2 separate regions of the Capra hircus genome follow, and region 1 is linked to region 2. A link is a contact called in public Hi-C data. All regions are on one chromosome and are shown on one strand. Each heading gives the region's core, a stretch centred on a gene start, on an enhancer-like site or on the middle of the called end of the contact. The rest is flanking DNA. Distances are from core to core; before and after follow the strand shown. Region 1 overlaps SCD5 (stearoyl-CoA desaturase 5). Region 2 overlaps ENOPH1 (enolase-phosphatase E1).

The links. A called contact is a pair of places that touch in the nucleus more often than the background predicts.
Region 1: a contact with region 2 is called in a Hi-C map of blood, with 5 times the contacts expected there. The contact joins two enhancer-like sites. A contact is called at or near these places in 2 of 5 Hi-C or Micro-C datasets (blood and liver).

Annotation. Positions count from the first base shown.
Region 1 is chr6:98,031,274-98,037,436 of ARS1.2, reverse strand. The region is part of intron 1 of SCD5 (stearoyl-CoA desaturase 5); the gene reads left to right. Among named protein-coding and RNA genes, the nearest start is that of SCD5, 63 kb to the left of the region's middle. Within about 2 kb of position 3,271, at least 1 of the 5 cell types and tissues checked has an H3K27ac peak or open chromatin away from gene starts, as enhancers often do.
Region 2 is chr6:97,713,343-97,719,314 of ARS1.2, reverse strand. It overlaps ENOPH1 (enolase-phosphatase E1), which reads right to left. Exons shown (of 6, transcript XM_005681827.3): 6 at 5,531-5,972. Among named protein-coding and RNA genes, the nearest start is that of ENOPH1, 39 kb to the right of the region's middle. Within about 2 kb of position 2,039, at least 1 of the 5 cell types and tissues checked has an H3K27ac peak or open chromatin away from gene starts, as enhancers often do.

The DNA.
Region 1 (6,163 bases), core at 2,022-4,521, 320 kb before region 2:
AGCTTTCGCTTCAGAGTGATCACAGTTGGTCCACAAGACACACATCAGCCAGGAAACCCCGAAAGAGCATATGGCACCCCCACACCTCTACCTTACTGCCACAGCCCTCTCTTTATATAGAAAGCATGAATCCAGGGCCCACCGTGTGTGCTGTTTGCCAGCTCTACAGTAAGCCCCCTACATACAAACCTTCACGTTACAAACTTTCAAAGATGTGAAAGTGCATCTGATTCCAGCAAGGAACCAAAACCTGTGCCATTAGCGTCAGACGTGAGTGATACTGCAGCTTGCCCTTCATCTCCTATTGCTGACAATCCTTCAGCTCTACCGTCTCCCACCTCCTCTCTTCCACTCAGTAATTCTTGTCTGTTCACTCGATGTCAGCTGCTGTATGCCAGCTGTTGTACCGGACTACTGTACTTTTCAAGGCACTGTACTGTAAGATTCAAAATATTTTCTTTATTTTTTGTGTTTGTTTTTTTATGTATTATTTCTGTGAGAAGTATTATAAACCTATTACAGTACAGTGTTACATGGCCTACTATGTCAGTTGGTACCTAGGCTAACTTTGGATTTATGAACAAATTGGATTTATGAATGAGCTCTCGGCGTGCTGCTGCATATGAAGCAGACTTATTGAATTTCAAATTTCTCCAAGGGGTCCACGTAAGCCCACTTCACTGGGCTTGAGATGAAGGAGTCACGGCTCTCTGCCCTCTTTCCCAGGGAGTATTCAGCTCACAGCTCATTCACATTTCTTTCTAACTCTTTGCTATTCTTCATCTGAATGGGGCGTTCGGGAATGGTGGAGCCAGGTCTTGATAATTTCCTTTGTGAATTCTGTGTAAGGGGTTTGTTTCCCATTCACGTGGGTATCTGATATCTATCATATTGGTGCCTCGGGCAAAAGAAATGCAGAAAGAATCCCATTCTGGTATCTTATTCCATAAACCACAGAGAAACAATAGAAGTGTACATGTTGGTTATTTCTTGCTGCCGAAACACCCCGAAACTGAGCAGCTTTAAATAAGAGCGATGCGTCCTTTCTCCTGCTTCTGGGCTGGCTGGCCTGCTTCTCTGTTGGTCTCACCTGGGCTGGATGGGTTCATCACTCACGTTCACACAGTGGGCACTGGGTGCTGACTGCTGGCTGGACGCCTCAGATCTCTTTCTCAGGGCCTCTCATTCTCTGTTAGGCTAAACCAGCTTCCTTTCATGGTGATCCAGGCAATGTTTCAGGGAACCAAAGCAGAAACTATACAGTCTCCTAGGCTGTGGAAGTCACACAGCATATTTCTCTAGGCCAAAGCAAAATTACAAGGCTAGTCTAGATTCAAGAGTTGGGAAAAAGACTCTACCTTCAGCATTTCCAGTTTGGGGCTCTCCCTAGTTCACTGTAGAAAACCCACCTCTGTCAGCTCTTGCTCTAAACTTTTTCCTGAGCAGACGTGGAGTTAGGGGAGGAAAAAAATGAATTTATATTGGTTTTAGTCAGCTTACATTTGGAAGAATAGAAAGGAAGAGAAAAGATCCAGAAGATAGGAGAAGAAGCAGAGTCACGGTGGCTGACTTTGGGCAAGCATTCATGGGGGGGAATGGACCACAGGTGGGGAACTGGGAGAATAGGCTAAACTTCCGATCATGAAGATGAGAGCAGGTCAACATCTCCGTGAATTGGGCAAATGAGACCTTCGGACCCGGGAAATCCCATGGACAGAGGAGCCTGGCAGACTATAGTCCATGGGGTCGCAAAGAGTCAGACATGACTTAGAGACTAAACAACAACACCTAAGACCTTCTGGAGCCTATTATGAAATAGACTTCAGCACAGATTGAGTTCTCCTTGGGGCCTGGCCTGAGTGGACACCATAGGATGCTATCTTGATACTGGCTCTTTGATGCCCAACCCTGTTCTTTCCACCTGTCCCCTTGGATGCAACCCACCCCCCCACTCCACTCCACCCTTTCTCTCCTCTGATCTTATGCTCACAGGAGGAGGTGAACATCAATAAAGAGGGGTACAGGGTGGTAGCAACACAGCTCTGTCTTCAGGGGGGGTTTCAGGACCAGGTGAGTGGGAGGAACAAGGCAACTGAGGCATGATTAAGTCCATTGCTCTGCTCTACTGTGGGCTGCAGATTCAAGGCTCGGAGGTTGTCATTTTAAAAAAGAAAATCTCTAAAGCCTTTAGAAATGGTTTGGACTTCCCCAGCGGCTCAGAGGGTAAAGAATCTGCCTGAAATGCAGGAGACACAAGAGATGTCGGTTCGATCTCTGGGTCGAGAAGATTCCCTAGAAGAGCACTCCAGTATTCTTGCCTGAAAAATCCCATGGACAGAGGAGCCTAGCAAACTACAATCCAAAGGGTTGCAAAGAGTTGAATACAACTGAGCAATTAAGTACCTCTCACCTCAAGAAGTGGTTTTAAAATGGTCTTTTAAAAAATATGTGAATACTTTATGTGTGTTTATCTAGAGTGTAAGTTGAAAGGGCCCACGCTCCCCATCAGATGCCCGCACGAGGAAGGGAGCTCAGGCGGGAGACCTTGGAAGGGCAGGTTGCCTTGCTGAAAAATGAAGTGCCTGGGGCTTGTTTTCAGCCTGGAAGGTGAGCAGGCTCAGAGGACAGACTGTTGAAGCTGACAAGCACAGCTTAGGGGGAAGCTCAGGATCTTTACTTGCCTGATATTTTAAACGAGCACACACAAAATCTATAAAGGAATTTTCCACTTTCAGAGAATAGATGTATACCTGCCTTGGAGAGAATATTTCTTTCTTTTTAAAAAAAAAAAAAAAAACTTTTGTAACTTGTGGCTTTTTGTTATCAACAAGGCTGAGCACAAGACTTTCCAGCTGCCCCACCCCCACCATCTGCTCGCGCTGCTGTGCAGTCCTGTCCGACCCTTTGCAACCCCATGCACTGTAGCCCGCCAGGCTCCCCTGTCCATGGGATTTTTCAGGCAAGAATAACGGAGTGGGTTGCCATTCCTTTCCCCAGGGGATCTTCCCGGCCCAGGAATCGAACCCACTTCTCCTGCATTGCAGGTGGATTCTTTACCGCTGAGCCACTGGGGAGGCCCTCCATCCATCTGACTCCCACCTAAATGATTCTGTAATCAGTGAAACCTTTGCCCATCTGATTTCCAAGCACGTTTGTTTCATCGGAACACAGGGCAGTTTAGAGAGGGGAGGAAGAGAGGGGGGATGAGCTGAGGGCGAGTCTGAACCACTTTCCCCCTTGCTGCCCTTTCCCACGGTCCTCCCAGCTCCCGCAGCTCCAAGGCAGAACCAGCAGGCAGTGTGTGACCACGGCCTCACTGCCCAGAGGCTGCCGGTAGGGGGTGCTGTGTCCACACCTCCGGGCACCACCACTGCGATGACACTCCCAGGCTTCATAAATCGTTAGACATTTAAAGCTGGCGGGGATGTTTCCTTTTGGCCATGAGGAACCTGTGGTCCAGAGAGGGGAGTTCGTGGTGGGAGTAGGGCTGAAAGACAAGCCTCTTGACTTCCGTGCTGGGGTCCCCACCCTCCATCTTTCTCCTTCGCACATTCTCACCCCCAACCCCTCGCGTGATGTCAGGGATCTTGGCAATGTTGAGAGGAAGATGGCTTGCATGTGGAACTGTTAGAAAAGAACAGAAGATGGCAAGGTGCTTCCCGTGGTTGGCCTGGGAAATCAGTCTGGGGCTTTTGCATTTGACCTCGCAGAAACAGTCATTTGGAAAGTAAGAGGGATTGCGTTAAAGTGGTTTTTTTTTTTTTTTTTTGTAGTCAAACCTCAGACTTGTGGGAAAAGTTACAATTGATTACAAATCATCAAAAAGTGACAATACCTTGAGAGGAGATATGTTACGATGTCTATTCCCAGTTGTTATTACTAATACTTAGTGGGTGATATTAGTTAAGTTTGTAAATTTCACTTTGTCTCATCTGTAAAATGGGTAAAATAATGTTGGTGAAGATTCAATGAGATAGGCGTATAACTGCTCATCTCAGCTCATGGCTCATTCTAGGCACTCACTAATTATTGTTGTGCCAACAGCACAATTATTATTGCACACAATTATTGCAGCAGCAATAATAATAGCAAGAGCATCTTTTTGTCATCTGTAACTTGGGCCCTCAGTGTAGCTAATTCAGTGGAGAAATGCCCCTGCTGCTCACCAGTTGGGTAGACAGGTCTCCAGAGTAGCGTCTCTGTCATCTCCTTGGGACATCTCCACAGACCAAAGTGGCCGGGAGTTGGCAAGGGTGAGGGAGGAGCTGTGGAGGGGCAGAAGTGATGAGTGGGTGGCCTTATAGTGACATTTGTAAGTCAGAAAGAATTGAGTGAGGAAACGTGCTGGGGTGCAGTCTTCCCCAACTGGGGATCCTTCATATAAGCAAGGGGAAAAAAGTCAAGAAATGACTTTTTTAAAAAGAAATCTCTTGGCTTTTTTTTATCAAGTAATTTGATAAATGTTTAGCGTTTCTTATACAGACAGAGGAGCCTGGTGGGCTACAGTCCGTGGGGTCATAAGAGTCAAACACAACCTAGTGATTAAATCATACAGTTTTTAATTTTTATTGTGCTTGTTTTACCATCTTTAGTGATGCCCACGAAAGGGAGATACATTTCTAGATAGTGGGTATTCTTTGAGCTAATTAAATTGATCTTATGTCCATTCTATAATGTGTTTCAGATACTTAAATTTAAAAATTGAAATATAATTAACATAGAACATTGTATTAGTTTTATATACAACATAATGATTTGATGTACGTGCTCTGAGTGCCTAAATGCTTAGTCGTGTCTGACTGTTTGTGACCCCATGGACTGTAGCCCCGCCAGGCTCCTCTGTCCATGGAATTTTCCAGGCAAGAATACTGGAGTAGGTTGCCATTTCCTCTTCCAGGGACTCTTCCTCACCCAGGGATGGAACCTGCATCTCTTGAGTCTCCGGCATTGGCAGGCAGATTTTTTTTTACCACTGTGTCAATGATTTGATATACATAGAGCTCAAGGATCATCACAGGAGGTCTAGCTAACATCCATCACCCCACATAGTTGCAGTTTTGTTTTCTTGTGATGAGAACTTCCACTCTCTTAGGAACTTTCAAAGACATGTAAGATAGTATTATTAACCGTTTACTATCCCAACTCTCAAATACGTTCTGCTTTCGTTTGTTTCATTTCATCTTGTGCATGACCTTGTTTTCCTGTTCAGCCCTCCCGCTACCAGAGATGACATCTTGACTGTGGTTCCTTCTTCTCTTTTCAGAGTCTGACCCAGTAGGTGTAGAATGCGTGGAGACCACAGTATGTAAATGCTACCTTGGCGGAAAGGCACAGTTATTAGTCAGGGATGGCCAGGAAGGCAAGCATGAAAATAGCACTCTTGATTTCTTTTTTCCAGTAGCGCATGATACAACATTGAATAATTGCTGGCTATATTTGACAGATCGGGAATACAGTTCATTAGGGAGCTAGGGGACTCAAAAAGCAGGCTGCCTTCAGGAAAATTTATGAGGGGATTACTGTGTGCAGCCACCAGTAAATAGGGCGCTGGGAATCTGAGCTGAATTGATGATCTTCTGCCTGAGTGGGATCTGTGTCCACCAAGCAAAACTTTCTTGAGTCAAAGTGACTTAGGGGAGAAATTGTGAATTAAAAAAAGGAAGGATGAAAAAAAAAAGGAACATTCAGGATCTCTAGGGAATGGAACCACATCTGTAAGAGCAATATTATTTTTACTACTTTTATGGTCAAGAAAATCAGAATGCATGATTCACACAAGAAAACAAATCCTTGCAAAAGGATGCAGCCTCCCTCGTAATCGTGGGAACTTAAAGCACAAAATTATACAATGCCAGCAAAGCTGGTAAAAGTCCATCATAATTACAAAATCGAAATCTGGCGAGGCTTTGGAGAAAGCTGCATTCTCATACTGACATCAATTAGTACAATATTTCTGGAAAACAACATGGCAAAGTGTAGTGAGCCATGGACGATCACATCCTTTGGCCTGGTAAACATGTGTTTGAAACCATATCCTGGAGAAACAACTCAAAAGAAGAAAAAATAAGAGGAAAAAACAGAAAGAAAGAAAAAACAATACCTAAAAATTTAAAATAAAAACAAACTATTATATAGAAATGAAATTTAATATTACTATTAAGGA
Region 2 (5,972 bases), core at 790-3,289:
TCTGAAATAAGCCAAGCTTTGCCCTAGATATTTACGACATGCTATTCCATCTTCATGGGATAGTCTTCCTTCCAGCTCTTTACTTGTCTAGTCTTTCATGTTCAGATTAGATGTCACCGTCTTATCATCCTCATAAAAAGCCACTGTGCGCTATTTTCTCTTCAGGGCACTTGCTGGTGTCTAATTTTCTATCATGTATTGTTTATTGACTGCTTCCTCCAAAAATGAACATACTGAGGCTTTCCTGGTGGTCCAGTGGTTAAGAATCTGCCTTGTAATGCAGGGGACACTGGTTCCATCCCTGATCAGGGAAGATCCCACATGACTCTGGACAGTAAAGCCCACAACTGCTGAGCCCGGGCACCTAGAGCCCAGGAGCTGTAACTAGTGAAGCCTGTGTAGCCTAGAGCCTGTCCTCCACAAGAGAAGCCACCGCAATGAGAAGCCTGCACACCTTAACTAGAGTAGCCGCTGCTTACCGAAACTAGAGAAAACCCTCTGCAAGCAACGAAGACCCAGAACAGCCAAACATCAATTAATTAAACTTTTTAAAAAATGGATGTACCCTGAGAGTAGGGATGGACTTTATCCCCTTACAGCACACTGCAGATGCTTAATAAATATTTGTATGAATAACTTGGGTAAAATCTGCAGAGTGAATTTTACTTCTGTTAGAGTGTCTCCAATGCTTTGGCAAAAACTACAAATTATTCTTAAACATGAGGTTGAAGATAACAGCAGTTTACCATTTGGGCACAGGTGGTGGAAACAACAAACTCTACTGGCACATACTACATTCAACTTTGTACTCCAAGGTTTTTTGTTTTTTTTTTTTCCCCAAACAAGTTCATTTTAACACTGCATCTAGAAAAAACAGTTATCCAAAATCACTGATTTTTTTTTTAATGTAACTTAGGGAACAAAGAAGGAAGAGAAATATTAGCGGATAGATTTCATTCAGTATTACTGCTGTTTTTTCCCAAACTACTCTGACTTCTGTAATATCATGTTATGAATTTAAGGATAAATACTGTCATGGCTTTAAGGATAAATGCACTTATTTTGGGAGAAGGAAATGGCAATCCACTCCAGTGCTCTTGCCTGGAGAATCCCGTGGACAGAGGAGCCAGGCAGGCTACAGTCCACAGGATCACAAGAGCCAGACACGACTTAGCAACTATACCAGACCATCATAGCTCAGTTGGTAAATCATTTTCCTGCAATGTAGGGGATCCGGGTTTGATTCCTGGGTCAGGAAGATCCCCTGGAGAAGGAAATGGCAGCCCACTCCAGTATTCTTGCCTGGAGAATCCCATAGGCAGAGGAGACAGGCAGGCTGCAGTCCACAGGATCGCAAGAGTCAGACACGACTTAGCGACTACACCACCACCGCCACACTCATCTTGGGGCTTCCCTAGTAGTTCAGACAGAATCCTCCTGCGATTCAGGAGACCCAGGTTCGATCCCTGAGTCAGGAGAATCCCCTGGAGAAGGGAATGGCCACCACTCTAGTATTTTTGCCTGGAGAATCCCATGGACAACGGAGCCTGGCGGGATAGTCCATGGGCTCTCAAGGAGTCGGACACGACTGACTGACCAACACACACACACACACTCATTTTCTCTCTTAACGCTACCTCCCCGTGCGCGCACACACACACACAAACACACACACACACCCGTTCTCTCTTAATGCTACCTCGTAGCGCCATCTGCTGTTTTCTCGGGAGGATGCACTTGCTAGTCCCCAGAGAAACAGCACCATCTGCTGGACAAAGGCTGCCGTGCACCTGTCTTGGTGAAAAGTCACCGGTTAAGCTTAACAACTCAAGCCAGCCTTGCAGGCCGAACAGGAAGCCCTGCTACCCCAGGAGTGCTGATTAGAGAAGCCCTTTTGCGTGAGGCTTCTCTAAGAAACCAACTTTATCGACCCAAGACTGAAAATCAGTGCTCCTGTGGGAGGGAGCACAACTGGGCTTCGTGGCTCAGATAGTAAAGAATCTGTCAGCAAAGTGGGAGACCTGGATTTGATCTCTGGGTCAGGAAGATGCCCTGGAGAAAGGGAATGGCTACCCACTCCAGTATTCTTGCCTGGAGAATTCCATGGACAGAGGAGCCTAGTGGGCTAGAGTCACGGGGTTGGATATGACTGAGCAACTAACATAAGGCAGATCCGGATTAACAGGAATAAAAAGAGCCACAGCTTTAAGAGGCCTTTGTCCCCTGATATCTCTGCAGGCAAAAGTGAAAGGGAAAGTCAGTCAGTTGTGCCCAACTTTTTGTGACCCCCATGGACTTCTCCCCATGGAATTCTCCAGGCCAGAATATGGGAGTGAGCAGCCTATCCCTTCTCCAGGGGATCTTCTCAACCCAGGAATCGAACCTGGGTCTCCTGCAACTGAGCTATCACGGAAGCAGGCAAAACGCTTAGCAAATTTAGTATCTTTGTCTCTTTCTGGAATTCCAGAGGTGAGATTTTTCTCCTTTTCCTGTTACTAAGGATCATAATTTGACTCAGACTCAGCTTCTAGCTCACTCCCCACTCTCCAGGCATTTTTCTTCCTCAGAACCAGCCTATTCGATAAATCAAGTTCTTCTAAGATCCTTTTCCATCACATTAATTATGAATGCATTCCTTAGGACCTCAGAAAGATCCCACTCATCTTTTTTTTTACTCCCTTCCTTCCCAGCCCACGCTGACAAACTGAATCTGATATTTCAGTTTTCTCTTAATGTTTTAATCTGTTTCTATCCTCAACTACTCACCATAAATTACAGTGTTTCTGGTACCCGTTTTAAAATTTTTTAACTGGAGGATAATTGCTTTACAATATTGTGCTGGTTCCTGCCATACAACAATGTGAATAAGGTATACATGTGTCCCCTCCCCCCTGAAGTTCACGCCCACCCCCTCATCCCGCCCCTCAAGGCTGTCACAGAGCACTGGGCTGGGCTCCCCATGTTACGCAGCAGCTTCCTGCAAGCTGTCCATTTCACACGTGGCAGTATATATGTGTCAACGCTACTCCCTCAGTTCATCCCACCCTGCCCTGCCCCCCACCATGCCTACAAGTCTGTTCTCAATGTCTGCATCCCTATTCCTGACTTACAAATAGGTTCATCGGTACCATTTTTCTAGATTCCATGTATATGTGTTAATACGGTATCTAGTACCCTTTTTATTATGCATAGTAAATGCTTCTAGCCGCAGACTGAATGCTTGTGTTCCCCCTTCCAACCTCAAATTCTTATATCACCCCAAGGTGATGCATTGGAGGCAGGACCTTTGAGAGGCCTTTGGAGCCAAGAACGGGATTAGTGTCCTCATAAATGAGGCCCAAGAAGCTCCTCCACCCCTTCTACATGCGGTGACAGCGACAAAGACAGCCAGCGGCGAGTGGACAGGCCTCTCCCCTCGTCTCTCATCTTCTCCTGCAAGAACACCAAAATCGCAACGAGCTGCTGAACCACCATCAACAGGAGGATGTTGGAACCCACCAAACAAAGATATTCCCCTGTCCAAGGACAAAGGAGAAGCTGCAACAAGCCAGTAGGAGGGGGCGCAATCAGGTTAAAATCAAACTCCATACCCGCTAGAGACTCTTGGACACAAACAAAACCTTTTGCACACCAGGACCCAGAGGAAAGGAGTTGTGACCCCGTAAGAGACTGAGGTGGACCTGCCTATGAGTGTCCAGGAATCTCCTGTGGAGGCGTGGGTCAACAGTGGCCTGCTGCGGGGACAGGGGCGCTGGCAGCAGCCGTCCTGGGAGGCACAGTGTGTTGGCGTAAGTCCTCTTGGAGGACGTTGCCATTAGCCCTACCATGAAAGAAAAGTGAAAGTTGCTCAGCTGTGTCCCACTCTTTGCGACCCCATGGACTTCTCCAGGCCAGAATACTGGAGTGGGTAGCCTTTCCCTTCTCCAGGTCGAACCCAGGCCAGGGATCGAACCCAGGTCTTCCCCATTGCCGGTGGATTCTTTACCAGCTGAGCCACAAGGGAAGCCCGAGCTCTACCACAGAGTTATCATATGGCAGCTTGATACCAGGACTGGGCAGCCTCAGGCACAACTACATGGAGGGAGCACAGCCCCACCCATCAGCAGAAAACTGGATTAACAATTTACTGAGCATGACCCCGTGCACCAGAGCAAGACCCAGGCTCTCCCCAGATGATGAATTCACCAGCTCCTCAGTCTTGGACTTCCCAGCCTTCAGAACTGTGAAAACTAGTTTTGCTGTTTCGAAGCTACCTAGTCTCTGTGACTTTGCTATAGCAGCCTAGAAGGACCAAGACACTCTCCAGCTTAATTCTCCACTGGCTAGAAACTGAGCATTCTCCTTTTCATTTCTTTCTAATCTAGTCCCTGGTGTATTTTCTCTCATTCCTCCCCCACTTTTCCAGTTGTTTCTCTACTACCATTAAGAGATCCCCTTTCTTTTGTCTTCTCATAAGCTTTTTCAGAATCTGTATGAAGTTCATCCTCTAATTACCATTTGTGGCTTTACTAACACTTACAAATTACTCCCATTTCTAAGATTTACTTATAGTAGTAACTCTTCTATATCTTCACATATCTTGCAAAGACCCTGATGCTGGGAAAGACTGAAGGCAAGAGGAGAAGGGACGACAGAGGATGAGATAGTTGGATGGCATTACTGACTCAATGGACACAAGTTTGAGTGTAGTCCAGGAGATGGTGAAGGACAGGGAAGCCTGGCATGCTGCAGTTCAGGGGGTCGCAGAGTCGGACATGACTGAGCGACTGAACAATAATATCTTCACAGTCCTTAGATTTCTTAACTAGCTACTACAACATAGAAACTACTAACATAAAACCTTTTATGTTCCCTGTCCTCTCTTATTTGCAAGCCTATAAAATTATTACTCCAGAATTCATTCATTTTTCTTGATTTATTAGGAGAACAGTTGCCTCCTTCAAGCATTATCTTATATACCTCAAACATAAGATTCTCAAATATCTTAAGAAATCCACTTATTTCTTGAATGTTTACTATCCAAATGAAATAATAACTACTAAGGTTACATATCGGAGAAGGCAATGGCACCCCACTCCAGTACTCTTGCCTGGAAAATCCCATGGACGGAGGAGCCTGGTGGGCTGCAGTCCATGGGGTCGCTAGGAGTTGGACACAACTGAATGACTTCACTTCCACTTTTCACTTTTATGCACTGGAGAAGGAAATGGCAACCCACTCCAGTGTTCTTGCCTGGAGAATCCCAGGGATGGGGGAGGCTGGTGGGCTGCTGTCTATGGGGTCGCACAGAGTCAGACATGACTGAAGCGACTTAGCAGCAGCAGCAGCAGCAAGGTTACATATATATATCTCTCTCAAATAATAGTCAATGATTTTCTACTGGCATTCCATTAAAATGCATACACGCATAAACACCCATATCACAGACACACACTCAAAATGAAAGCAAAAGCTAAACTAAAATTCTTATTTATCCAGTCTCTCTTCAGCTACTTTTCTGCTTCTGGCAGTAAGCAAGCTTCCATAAAACTGAGTGAAGAAGAAAATGCTTTTATTAATCACATGAAACTGACATGACATCCCATTAGGCTGAACCAGGATAAATAAAGCTGTTATAAAATTTACATTTCTTGTATCCATTTCATATTAGATATCAGGGCTCTAGGTCTTTTGGACAAATTTCAGTAAACCATTTATTTTTTAAGAGTAAATAGGAATTAACATCTGTTCTCAAACTGTGCTAAGAAGTAGTTAGCTGGGCATCTCTGAAATCTGTAACAACGGGCAGGATTAGGGCTGTTTGGTTAAACCTTAGGAAGCACATTTCTATTTTAGCTGTTACATTAGTGCATCTTTTCCACTGGTAAGACAACTGCTTGCTATGGGTACCACAGTGATCAGCAAGTTTCTTAAGTAATAAACACTTGGTTAATCAAGACTCACATGCATTTTCTTTCCCAACTCTGCTCTCT